3 separate regions of the Sus scrofa genome follow, and regions 2 and 3 are each linked to region 1. The links are chromatin contacts, called in public HiChIP or PLAC-seq maps. All regions are on one chromosome and are shown on one strand. Each heading gives the region's core, a stretch centred on a gene start, on an enhancer-like site or on the middle of the called end of the contact. The rest is flanking DNA. Distances are from core to core; before and after follow the strand shown.

Region 1 (4,210 bases), core at 846-3,345:
AGGCAGGTAGATATTTTCCTATTGATCCAGAGAATGGCTCCAAACAAGAAACAACAGCAGAAGCAAACAGAGACGACTGAGCGAAGGGGGTACGCGGTTCCAGTGGGGAGGGATGAGCAGCCCACTGCTGCATCTTCATGCGGAAGGACCTTAGGCTGTAAAAGGCAGAGAAGGAGAGCTCACCAAAGAGGCTACTCTCAACAGCAATGTTGCTGGGTGTGTAAGGTCTGATTTTTTTTAAGAAAGTAGCTGCATTTCCTCGTGAAATACTGTGGTCTTTCTTGTCATCATTAAAGTGGTTTGAACTGCTGTACTGGAAATTTGTTGAGTTTGAGGCCCAGCTTCCTGTGAAAGAGAGTCATGGTTTGTACCAGTCCTAGAATCCAGGGAGAGGGGGAGATAATGGGTATAAAGTGTTAAGCTCTAGATAGTGAAAATAATAATTACATCACCTAAGCAACATCCTCAATCCATCTTCCTTTCCTAAGCAGATCATGACTTACATTAGCCTTGCCCAGAAAAGACATTCCAGCCAGTTTTCTTTTTTATCTCCCTATCAGGTTCCTACCTGGTCTTACCTAGCCCAGTGACTTTTTTCTTCCCTTAATTCCTCCTGTAGTGTGTAAATACTACTTTTAATCTTATATATGTATTGCACAATAATTATTATCCTATTCTTGTGTTCTCTATGTATGGATCCTATAAATACAGGCTTTCGTAGTGTGGAACTATCTCAAGGGCAAGGCATCTGTTATTGTAAGCTGGGTCTACAAAAGTGACAAACACAAATAGGTGTGGAATAGTGCTTTGTGTTAACTTGAAGACAAAGTTGATGGTGATGATAATGACAAACTTCTTCACAGTTTACTAAAAGTGAGGGATTTGGGGGGTAAAATTTTGGTAAATTTATTCCCAAAAGCCTTCAGAAAAAAAGCCTCAGATGCACTCAAAATCGTGGAGAGTGAACAAAATAGTAGAAGAAGAGAAACAAGAAGAACAAGAATAAGAAGAACAAGAACAGGAATAAAAACAACAAGAAGGAGAAGCAGAAGAAGGAGAAAATAAAAGGAAGTATGCCCTAGCCGTGGCCTTTTAATTTTAATTTTTACTTCTTGGCCACATTCGTGGCATGTGCAAGTTCCCAGGCCTGGGATGGAACCTGTGCCACAGCAGTGACCAGAGCCAGTGCAGTGCCAATGCCGGATCCTTAACCCACTGTGCCACAAGAGAACTCCCTAGTCTTGCCATTTTAAATGTATGGAGAGCATTTCTATGACACATTCCATCACTATGTGAAATTCAACACACCTTAAACCAAACTCTCTGTCTTCCCTCTCAAAGCAGCCTTCCTGTTTAGCATCTCCATTTCAGATTTATTCTCATAGCTTCCTAAGCTCAAAACCCCTGAGTCATTATTATTGCCGCCTCTTCCATATACTCATATCCAATCAGTAATCAAGTCCTGTTGTTCATGCCTTCAAAATAATTTCCATATCTTTCCCTCTGTTACCATGGATACCATCGAATCTCCAATCTCTCTTTTCGCTTCATGCCTGGACAACTGCAGTAACTTCCTGAGTCTCTTGGCTCCAATCTACCCTGCATACAGCTGCTGTGGAATAATTTCTTTTGACATGTCACACCGCTGTCCAAAAACCTTCAGTGGCTCCTTGCTGTTCTTCCACGAAGTCTGGATTCCTTAAAGTACCTTGCATAGTCTTCTGTAATCTGACCCTATTGAAAGGATCCCGCTCATTTACCAGATGCCTTTGTGCAAAATTGAGAAGGCACCCCCCTGGGGACGTAGAAACCTGGTGCTCCAGGCTTACAGACAGAAGCAAGCCTTGCGTGAACATCCTAGAAAGAAAGGGTGGTCGCCTCCTCAGGGGGCGTGCTCTAGGTCACACAGTGACCTTGAAGAGCAGGCACATGTTGTATGTCGATACCCAACCACTCCAATGTCCTTGCAGGTCACGACCTCCACCACCACTCGTAGAGCCCTGATTTCCCTTTGCTCCTAAGCTCAGACAGCTTTGCTTTCCTTGAACGTGCTGTACTTAATTTTACCCGATTACCCTGACTCATGCGGTTTTTTTTTTTTTTTTTTTTGCACTTCCTGAAATACACTTCTGCTTCCTCATATCTGGGTAATTCCTGCTTGCCCTTCAAGATTCACCTTAAATGTCACTCTTCTGGGAAGCTTTTTTGAATTCCAAAGTCTGAAAAAACTTATCTCCTAGGTTCCCATAGCACTATGTGTGCTCAACCATAGTACAGAGGGGTCAGATATGATAACTTACAGCTCAGATGCGCCAAAGTATACACTTTCCAATTTTATGGTCACTGATTTTCTCTTGCTCTGGAGTTCTTGTTTCTGGAAGGTTGGAAAATTTTAAACTTGCTCATTGCAAGGTAATTCTGTCTCTTTTGGATAATTAGACCCTGCAAATGTTCTAACCTCCCTTTTCAAGGGAGTTGGGGGCTGAACAGGGGAATGATTGTATGAACTAATGTGTCTAGGAAGAGGTGAGTGATTTCTGTGCTGTCCTCCTTTGCTTCCTTCTGGCTCTCTGGTTAAGCTCATCTCCCCTCATGTCTGGGAGGCAGCCTCCCTGTACATTAGAGTTGCTATCGAGCATCTGACTGTTCCAACTCAGGGTCTCTTCTTCCAAGATGGGCGATGCAAGGTGATGGCTCCCAAAGAGCTCAGCCATCACCTTCTGCCAGTCAGGCACCATGCTGGTTCTTGCTAGTGCTTCAGATTCCCACTGACTCCATGTCATCTCCTGCTTGTCCTGTCTTTGCCTCTAGCAAGTTCATAGCCAACACGTAGGGTCCACATTCCATGGACATCCTGGAGCTTTTGGATTCCTTCCACATCATATAAGCACCAAGGGAGAGCTAGGTACCCTGTACCAGGCCCATCTCTGCAGATGTCTCCTCTACTCTCTGTTGCTTTGCTGCTCCAAGGCCAGTTGGACAACATAGGTAAAACAGAGCGTGAGGATAGATGCCCTAAATTTCTCCCTCAGTGTGTCTAGGGGTTTGTGGCAAACTCACCACAAAATCCTCTCTCTCCACACATATGTGGCCCCTGTTCTAAAGATATACTCAGGGAGCCATGATCATCCTCCCCAACATCTGTTCTCCTTTAGATCTCCCTGTCTGACCCCTGTCCCTCAAGTGAGAACTTCTTTCTTTCTTTCTTTTCTTTCTTTTCTTTCTTTCTTTCTTCCTTTCTTCCTTTCTTTCTTTCTTTCTTTCTTTCTTTCTTTCTTTCTTTCTTTCTTTCTTTCTTTCTCTCTCTTTCTCTCTCTCTCTCTCTCTCTCTCTCTTTCTTTCTTTCTTTTTTGCTTTTTAGGCCACACCTATGGCATATGGAAATTCCCAGGCTAGGGGTTGAAGCAGAGCTGCAAGTCGCATTTGCAACCTACCTGAAACTTGTGGTGACACAGGATCCTCAACCTACTAAGTGAGGCCAGGGATTGAACCCACATTCTCATGGATACTAGTTGGGTTCTTAACCCACTGAGCCACAATGGGAACTCCCAGAGGTTCTTTCTACCCCCTTCCCACTGCTCAGGTGGATACTAACTTCTCTTAAGTTTTAACCCTAAATTTCTCTATCTAGAGCTAGTAACAAAATTATATGTTGGACCCTTCCAATTTTTGCTCCTGAAAATGATAAGGCAAACTACTGAACTTCAGAAATACTTTCATTTTCAGCAAACTCTGGCTTACATTAATACAGGTTTGCTATGGGACTCAAGATCTTTTACAAATCAAATGCTGAACAGTGGCTCTTTCTTTGCATTAGTTATAATAACAAAATCCTCCCAGATGTAATAGTGCATATTGTTTAGTAGAGGACAGTCTCATGCATAGAAGAGTGAAAAAGGAAACCATTAGTATACAAAAGAATTATCTACTGCTACACAAACACCTCTATCATACTGTAATCACAGGTTCACTGGTCTTCCATTGGGACTATGTCTTATTCAACTTTGCATCCTTTTATAAATAAAACAAAAGCAAGGTTTGGGGTTGCCTTTCGAGTTATCCCTAGTCCTCTGGGGAAGACAGGGGAGGGTCTTAAAGGAAAATAAAGTGTTGCATTTCATATCCTCAAACAGGGAGTTGCACACATATGGTAGAGAAGATGGATAAGCATCACTTTGGAACCTTCTGTGTTCCAAAGCAACTGGGTCCT
Region 2 (3,984 bases), core at 700-3,199, 360 kb after region 1:
CATTGGCGGAAAGATACCCACCTTTGACACTATATATTTTTGTTCAGCTCTCCATGGAACACATAAGAATTATTCTGGAGTCTTTTTCCCCCAAAATAAATTTATTTTCCTGAGCTACTCATTAGCAAGATCATCTTTAGGAGGCTGAGATGCTTCTTGGGTTTCCCCTTCCTCCAGCCATTCCATAGAAATCTGGCTAAAACAAAATGTGGGCAACAGAATTAGAAACCCAAACTTCAGCCAGAACAGTAGGTAAAAGTGATGCCAAGGCACAATAGTCAAGAGATGGAAGCAATTTCGATGTCTATTTCAGTGGATGTCTAGATAAACAAAATGCTGTCCAGGCATGTAATGGAATATTATTCACTCTTGAAAAGGAAGGAAATTCTGTCACATGATATAATGTAGATGAACTTTGAGGACATTGTTTGGAATGAAATAAGCCACACATGAAAAGACAAACACCATATGATTCAACTTATATGCGGTATCTAAAGTAGTCAAATTCATAGAAATGAGAACAGCATAGTGGTTACTAGGGACTGGTGGTAGGGGAAGGTAAGGAGGAGTTATTTAATGAGTATAGAGTTCCAGTTTTGCAAGATGTATTAGTTAGGTTCTCCAAAGAGAGAGAGAGAATTTATTAGAAGGAACTGGCTTACACAATTATGGAAGCTGAGAAATCCCATGATCTGTCATTCCTTTCTCTGCTTTGTGTTCTATCCATGCTCTCAAAAGATGGTGTCCACCCACATGGGGGAGGAACGTCTACTTTACTGAGTTCACCATTGCAAATTCTAATCTCATCAGAAACACCCTCACAGACACACCCAGAAATAGTGCTGAGTTTGGGTGCCTCAGGGCCCCCCCCCCCGCCGACCTTGACATGTAAAATTAACCCTCACCCAAGAAGATGAAAAGTTCAGGCAATTTGTTTGACAACAAAGAGCACATGCTAAACACTCCTGAACTCTACACTTAAAAATGGTTAAGATGAGTTAAGAAAATTTAATGCATATAATTACCAACAAAATCAGGTCAAAAGATCTTTATTGTTTTTAAATGGCTTTGAATATGGATAAAAATAAATTCAAGCCATTCCCCAAAAATGATATCAAAGGAATGGAACCCCCAAAGGGCAGAAGATGTTACTGAAGGCAAAAGGAAGGGGGTGGGGTAAGAGTGGTCAAAGCAGCCAAGTCCTGCCCACGTAACCCAGGAGACAGCAGAAGGAGGATGGGCAGGGGCACAGCAGGAACCCTGCAGGATAATTCAAACCTTTTCCAGATCAGTCAGCAGAGCAAACCTCTTTTCTTCCTGCCCTGACTCCCTGAGTTTGAGCTGCTTGGTTGGTGTCTGCAGGAGGCCCACTGGCAGCTCCTCAAGCAAATGCTTCAACTTGGCCTTGGGAGAATGTCCACTCACAAAAGTCCCCATTTGCCTGAACCAGTGGAGTCTTGGTCCAGCTTTATGCATCCACTATACCTCCTGCTGCCTCAGACCCTTGGGTCCAGGACAACTCCTCCTGCGACCTGAGAATCCAAATCATGAGCCTTGACCAAGGACATGACTCCAAAGGCCAGTGGAAAATGTTCCTAAGGAGATTAAAGGAAGAAAGTTCATTAGCCGGGCTGCTTCGGACTGCAAACAGCAGAGAAGTCTGACTCAAACTGGTTTAAAGATAAGGAAATGCATTCTTACATAATAAGAAGTCAAAGTGAAGTCAATAAATGGGTAGGCCCCAGATGTAGTTAATCAGAAGGTATACATTGTCATCAAAGACCTCGGTTGCTTCAGCTGCTACTCTGCCATTTAGGTATTTGTTTCTTCCTCAGGCTGGTGGCAAGATGTCTCTCCCGTTCCAGCTGCCATGTTCAGCGAGAATATGCCCAGAGGAAGAACAGCCGTCTCTTCTTCCTCTTTTCTCTTTCTTAGAGCAGGAAACCTTTCCCCCAAAAGCAAGCACTTAGCACACTTCCCCTCTCATCCCATTGGCCAGAAAATGGGGGCCACATGCACATTGCTAAATTATGCACTATGAGAAGAATATTTTTACTATACTTAGCTGAGTTCAATTATTTGGGTGGATCACAGTGTCCACTCTACAGTGTAAATAGGGCCATCAAATAAACACAGCTATTATAGCAAATGCTTGCCCCAGAACCTCCTAGAGCAGAACTGTGATGCTCCCTCTGACCCACCATCACCCCTATCTTCCGTCTCAGCTCAGTTCCCGTGTTCTAAGTTCTCAGCATTAAAGTCACTCATCTGGGAGAGGTGGGGGGAAAAGAATGTTGTGGTCAAATATAATTGGGAAATGTACACGCCACATCCAGAGATTCATGGTTATCAGTTCATTTATTTAAAGCTCTGCAGAGTTCTGCAGACTGCTTAATTTATCATCTCCCAATCTTATCTATCTATGGTGTGTGTGGTTTTTTTTTTTTTTTCCCCCAAGTGATTTAAAACTATCCTTCTGTGGAATGAATGCCCCTTAAACTTTAAGAAACTTGAGACATGGTCTTTCTTGGAAATAGGTGATATTTGATTCTTTCTTCTTCCCAAAGTCTCAGATTAAACAGCAGTTTTTCCAGGAAGCCCAGCACCCACCCAACAGAGGGGGACCAAAGCACTGATCCCACTCTATTTGTAATTGCCAGTTCTTGTAGTTTTCTCCCCAGCAATCTGTGAGCTCTCTGAGGTCAGAAACAGTGTCTTGCTCAAGGCTGTGTATCCAATACCCAGCATGGCGGCCAGCATAGCAAAGGGACAGAATGTTCCTTGGAAGAATCCAATGGCCACCTGTGGTTTTACCTGAAGGTAAGAATATAAACTGGAATGAGGCCAAGACAGACAATAACTGATCTCAGCCTTTCTAATCCACTCTGCCTCTGTGTAATCACTGCACACCTCTCCAAGACTGCTGAGGAGTTAACTTTTTCCAGAAATTCCAGTCAGCACAAACGAAGCCTTTGTCCACAGACGGCACCTCTGCACCCACAGTCCTCCATGGAGAGCCTCAGCCTTCCCAGGCCTGAAACTCCTGTCGGAGGACCCAGGCAAAGCCTCTGTTCTACCTTCTGATTGGGCCTTTGGGGCTGCCTCGTGACACTCACACCACTTCCATACATGGAAGTTAATTATCCTCTGGGCAGAGGTCATCAAGTCTGTAAAAGTGCCCAGAGTGGGTTGGAAGAAAGTTCTTTCCTAAGTACAGAGTAAGATTATAACTACTGTTGAGAGAGAGAGAAAGAGAGAGAGAGAGGAAGGAAGGAAGGAGAAGCAGCAGGCCTCCAGTTGGCATGGCACAAATGCATCAGATGTGGTGCCTCAGGGTGGGGATGTGCATGGAGAGATGGAGGGTGAGTGGCTTCCCCTGACTAGTGGTCCAGATAATGCTGGCCTTATGGGAGCAGCATGGTGGGCTGTTGAGAACACTCTTGGTTGCCCATCCAAGACCACCCTCTACTTTTCTTCCTCCTTCCAAACAGAAATGAGTTTGGATTCAGGCATCCATCCTCTTTCAAACAGCCATGTATTTCAGGGGAAGCTGATGCCAATCCCATCTCCAGACAATGACTCTGGTTTGTCTATAAACCAACCACGGTAACTCCATTGCATCTGGCAAGGCTTTATTTAGGAAGAGGCATGAGACCCTCTTCTGACCAGTGAGCTGTAAGGGTAAGATCTCTGAGGAGGCTTCTGGGAAAGTTTCCCTGTTTCTCAAAGAGAGAAATGGAAAAAAAGGAAATTCATTCTTCTTCCCCTGGTCGTTTCTGGCGCAGAAGTGATGGCTGGGCCTGCAGCAGCCATTTTGTCACTAGTCTGAAGATAAAGCCAACATCAAAGTGGCAGAATGGAGAGAAGGAAACATCCTAGGTCTTTGGTGATGTTATCCAACCTGGGGTCATACTATAGCTGCAGTCCACACTAGCCAAGTAAGAAACTATGTGAGCAAACATTTTATCACTTTTTCACTTTGGT
Region 3 (4,033 bases), core at 1,055-3,554, 480 kb after region 1:
AAAAAAATATAAACAAGAAATAAAGGTAGTGGTAAAACTTAAAAATGATGTTAGTTTTCGCTTCTCTTCAGTGGATGAACAGCTCTCGTAGGTGAGGCCACATCACCTTTCCCTGGGCTCTTGCAGTATCTTTCCATTTTGTTTTGCTTTGTGTGGGGAGTTGTTTTTTGTTTGTTTGTTCCGGCTCAGGTCCAAGGACCACGTCACTCCCAGAATTGCATTATTAAAAACTCAGTTCTGATCCACAACTCTGTTTAAGAAATATTACCTCTATAAGTATGCAATTAAGTTTTCAAACACTTTTGAATGATGTTTTTCACTTTTGAGTTAGTGGGTTATGTGAACATTTTCTCAGCTGTTGAAAATAAAATTGGTAAAAATATATCAGTACTGTGCAACAAGAACTTTAAATATATCTATAACCTAAACCCAAGGAAATCTACACCTGGGAATCTTCCTAAAGAAACTGTCCTAGGAGTTCCTGCTGTGGTACAGTGGGTTAATGACCCAGCATTGTCTCTGTGCTGCTGTGGGCTTTATCCCTGGCCCAGTGCAGTGAGTTAAGGATCCAGCATTGCTGCAGCTGTGATGTAGGTCGCAGCTGCAGCTTGGAGTCAGTCCCTGGCCTGGGAACTTACATATGCCACAAGTGAGGCCAAAAAAAGAACGGAAAAAAAAAAAAAGAAACTATCCTAAGTACCACAGAATATTCCCCCGGGATAAGGAGCATAAGATATTCATCAAAGCATTATTTATAATAGTGGAAACTGTATATAACTCATAGAAAATGACTAAGTAAATGCTAACTGCTAAAGTGATATATTTCCATATCACTTTTAGATGCACCTGCTTTGGACTATATCATATGATGTCGTTAGTTAATACATTTCTGCCAGTCTACTCCTTATTTGTGTCCCTCCTGTCCCCAGCACATTGTAAATGCTCCATGACTATTTCCTGAATAAATGAACAATTGAATATAGACACAGATTAAATCCAGTGTCCGTTGCTTCTCATCAATTGGTTAAAATTAATAGATATTATATCCCTTTAAGAGCATTAGTGTGCAGTTCCATTTGTGATGAAAACCTATTTTTGATTTAAACCTCTTTGGTTCTAGAAAATACTTCGGTAGGCAGAATAACTATTTCAGGCCTATAAAGGTAAATTTATTTGATAAATGTATCAGTGGTTTTTATAAATAAATCATATTTGTAATAAATCATTCTCTATCTCCAAAGTCCCTTGTATACTTCTAGTTTATTTTCCTCCCTATATATTTTCTCTGAAGTTTGTGGTTTTTTTAAATAAGTATAAATTTATCTCTATTTGTCTCCCTATTGACATTTTTCTCCTCAAATCTGTGATGTGTTCTCACAGTCAGTTCCTCTAACTGCTTTGTTTATTTGAAAAGATCAATTGTCAAGGAAATTGCTTTTCACATATTGGCACATGAGGTGGTATTATATAGAGTATTTGAAATTCTATTTTCTGTAACTTACAGAGGCTAGCAAAGGGAAGAACTCTATTTCCTTTTAAATCTTTTTTCTGGGTAAATCTAGGTGACGGTTAATGTAGGCAAGAAATACCGATATTAGAAATTCTGAATTACTCCTTTTTACGTGGAATCCTCTGATATGCTAACTGGGAGATTGAGATCTTTTTATCATCACTTCACAAATACAACCTCGATGCCTCAGTCTCTCTAAAACATTAGCAGTTTAACATGATGATTAGGTAAAATTTTTATTTTAGTAGAACCCTGAGAATTGATAAAGACTATGTGGCAAGCTCAGGAGGGCAGGGACCATATCTGTTTGGCTCACCCTGTATCCTCAGAGTCTGTCGCAGTATCGTCGGATGCCTGGCTGCTTCCTACTGAAATAAGGGATTTAAATAATTGTTTTGTGTTTGGCAGGTTCTTGGATTATAAGGAACAACAACAACAAAAAAAAAGATTCAGGTTACCTTGTGCAGAAAAAGAGAAGGAAGAAGAGAGGGGGGAGGGACAGAAAGAGGAAAAAGAAGAGTTGCTTTCTCTTGTGAATCCTTAGACACTCGAGTGGTTTTCCTGTAGAAGCAGGTATCTGCTGATGTCTACTCTGCTGCTGTTTCATTGTTTCCTCTCTGCCTCTGCCGTGTTGTGTCTCTTCTCTATCAGATCACCTTCCTTTCCAAAACTCTAGGACTCTACAATCTTTACCCTCAACTTGCTTTGGGTAGAACTTTTTCATCGAGGCACTCACACAGCTTTGGTGTTGATTGGTCCAGTCGACCGTGGCCAGGACGTAATGTGAAATTGACATTGCCCTTCTTGGATAAGAAACCACCTAGAGCTACTTCCTCATTTTAGCAGTTTCCTGAGGAGGGCTTGGTGGCGAACTTAATATTAACGCTTTTTCAGCAGACATCTGTTCCATGTTTCAGTTTCCACTCAGTTTTTATAATATTTATAAACCATGATATAGTCCCTATTTTCATCTATGGCTTTGGAGGGCTCCTATTTAGAACTTTAGACTATTACTCTTATTGTAACAAAATTAAGTCATTTCTCCTATGTCTTCTCCTGGCTAAGAAGGATTTCAAAGCATCAGAGCCTCCCTCTGACTATTCCTCCTCTTCACCCTACCTCCAGAGAACGAAGTTAGTCCCTGATGAGAGTTTTCTTGGCTTATACGATAGTCCGGCTTAAATGAGGACACCAAAATATTTTTCAACTAAAATAGTTTAACAAAAAAATGAAAAACATCAATTAAGCAATTGTTAAGACTACGTAGGATAGCAAGCGGAACAATAAACCTGGTTAAAGTCTCCATTTCTCAAATTAACCTCTGCTTCTCCAAGTTTTACATTTTTCTTAACTCAAAGCCTGAAAACTTTACATTAGATATGCTTATTCCTCTTTTATTCAGAAAGAAAAACACAAGTCAGAGCATTGCTTTGGGGAGTTGCATGTAATCCTCTTAGAATCTAACCTTTCCTTTAGTTTTCAAATTGAGGTCTAAGTCTACTCATATTAGATATGATTTTATTATGGAGGTGGATGGTTTCCAGTCATGTCAAATATGGACTAAAAGCCTCTGGTGCTGTAGAGTACGAGGGAAATGATGTTTGAGGAGTTTACTGTGTACCCTGTACTGTGGTAGGAGCATGTCTGTCCCATTATTTTGCTCATACAGTGTCCCTCTGGGTTTTTGTTGTTGTTGTTTTTGGATCTGAGACCCAAAACTTGCTATGATTTTACGTAATTCTATTTATTTATTCTATTTACTTTAGTATCTTCACAGTAAATTTGCACCAATTTAACTTTCCTTGGAAAGTTATCATTAAGTTATCATTAATGCTTAAAACTTTCCTTTTAAAAACAGGATAAAAGAATCAGAGTATCTCAGCCCTTGACAAGAGGACCAAGTGCCTTTATTCCAGAGAAGGAAGTAAGTGTATCTGTCTTAATACACACAAAGTGTGATTAAAAAAAAAAATTAATCGTGTCAAAGAATATCTTTTTTAATGTGGAAGTAAACATGTGATGTACTCTTATTTCTTATTTATATGTCGGAAAACCACAGAGGTATTTTCAACTTTCACTTACAAGATTGTGTGTGTGATAATCTGCCTTCTTATTTTAGAGTTAGGCTGTACTAGAAGGTTAGAAAAATGTAAAATTTAAAATACCGTATTTGATTGCTTTGCTAACAGTAATAAAACTTAATATTAACCTAAGGTTTAAGGTTTTAAAATGGCCAGTGTTTCGTGGTGATTATTAGTCACATAAATGTTAAGAAAAGACATTTTGAAATGAAAGAGTGAGTTTCCCCACTAAACCTATTAAATTTCTTTATACTGATATTTTATCACTAGTGGTTACTCTCTTTGGTTCTAAGACTCTGATGGACCCGAATGTCACAGAATCTCTGCTACAAGCTGTCCCCGTTGATGAGGGTGGGGAGTCCAGATGGTAAATGCAAGAAAGAAAGGTTATAAATTGACACAAAGGAGATTGTAATAAATTCAAGTTTGTGTTGCCTGTTTT

Evidence for each region. HiChIP or PLAC-seq counts read pairs in DNA pulled down with a chosen protein or histone mark.
Region 2: a contact with region 1 is called in an H3K27ac HiChIP or PLAC-seq map of alveolar macrophages. The contact joins two enhancer-like sites. A contact is called at or near these places in 2 of 47 Hi-C or Micro-C datasets (embryonic fibroblasts and epiblast stem cells) and 1 of 2 datasets of contacts at active chromatin or transcription factors (alveolar macrophages).
Region 3: a contact with region 1 is called in an H3K27ac HiChIP or PLAC-seq map of alveolar macrophages. The contact joins two enhancer-like sites. A contact is called at or near these places in 1 of 47 Hi-C or Micro-C datasets (epiblast stem cells) and 1 of 2 datasets of contacts at active chromatin or transcription factors (alveolar macrophages).

The regions. Positions count from the first base shown.
Region 1 is chr9:27,715,281-27,719,490 of Sscrofa11.1, reverse strand. No RefSeq gene overlaps it. Among named protein-coding and RNA genes, the nearest start is that of CEP57, 96 kb to the left of the region's middle. Within about 2 kb of position 2,095, at least 3 of the 83 cell types and tissues checked have an H3K27ac peak or open chromatin away from gene starts, as enhancers often do. A contact at or near this core is called in alveolar macrophages, where this site is marked.
Region 2 is chr9:27,358,331-27,362,314 of Sscrofa11.1, reverse strand. The region is part of intron 1 of LOC110255418 (a long non-coding RNA gene); the gene reads right to left. Among named protein-coding and RNA genes, the nearest start is that of MIR7143, 54 kb to the right of the region's middle. Within about 2 kb of position 1,949, at least 10 of the 83 cell types and tissues checked have an H3K27ac peak or open chromatin away from gene starts, as enhancers often do. A contact at or near this core is called in alveolar macrophages, where this site is marked.
Region 3 is chr9:27,237,657-27,241,689 of Sscrofa11.1, reverse strand. SESN3 (sestrin-3) reads left to right here. Exons shown (of 10, transcript XM_003129758.5): 2 at 3,369-3,434. Among named protein-coding and RNA genes, the nearest start is that of SESN3, 40 kb to the left of the region's middle. Within about 2 kb of position 2,304, at least 9 of the 83 cell types and tissues checked have an H3K27ac peak or open chromatin away from gene starts, as enhancers often do. A contact at or near this core is called in alveolar macrophages, where this site is marked.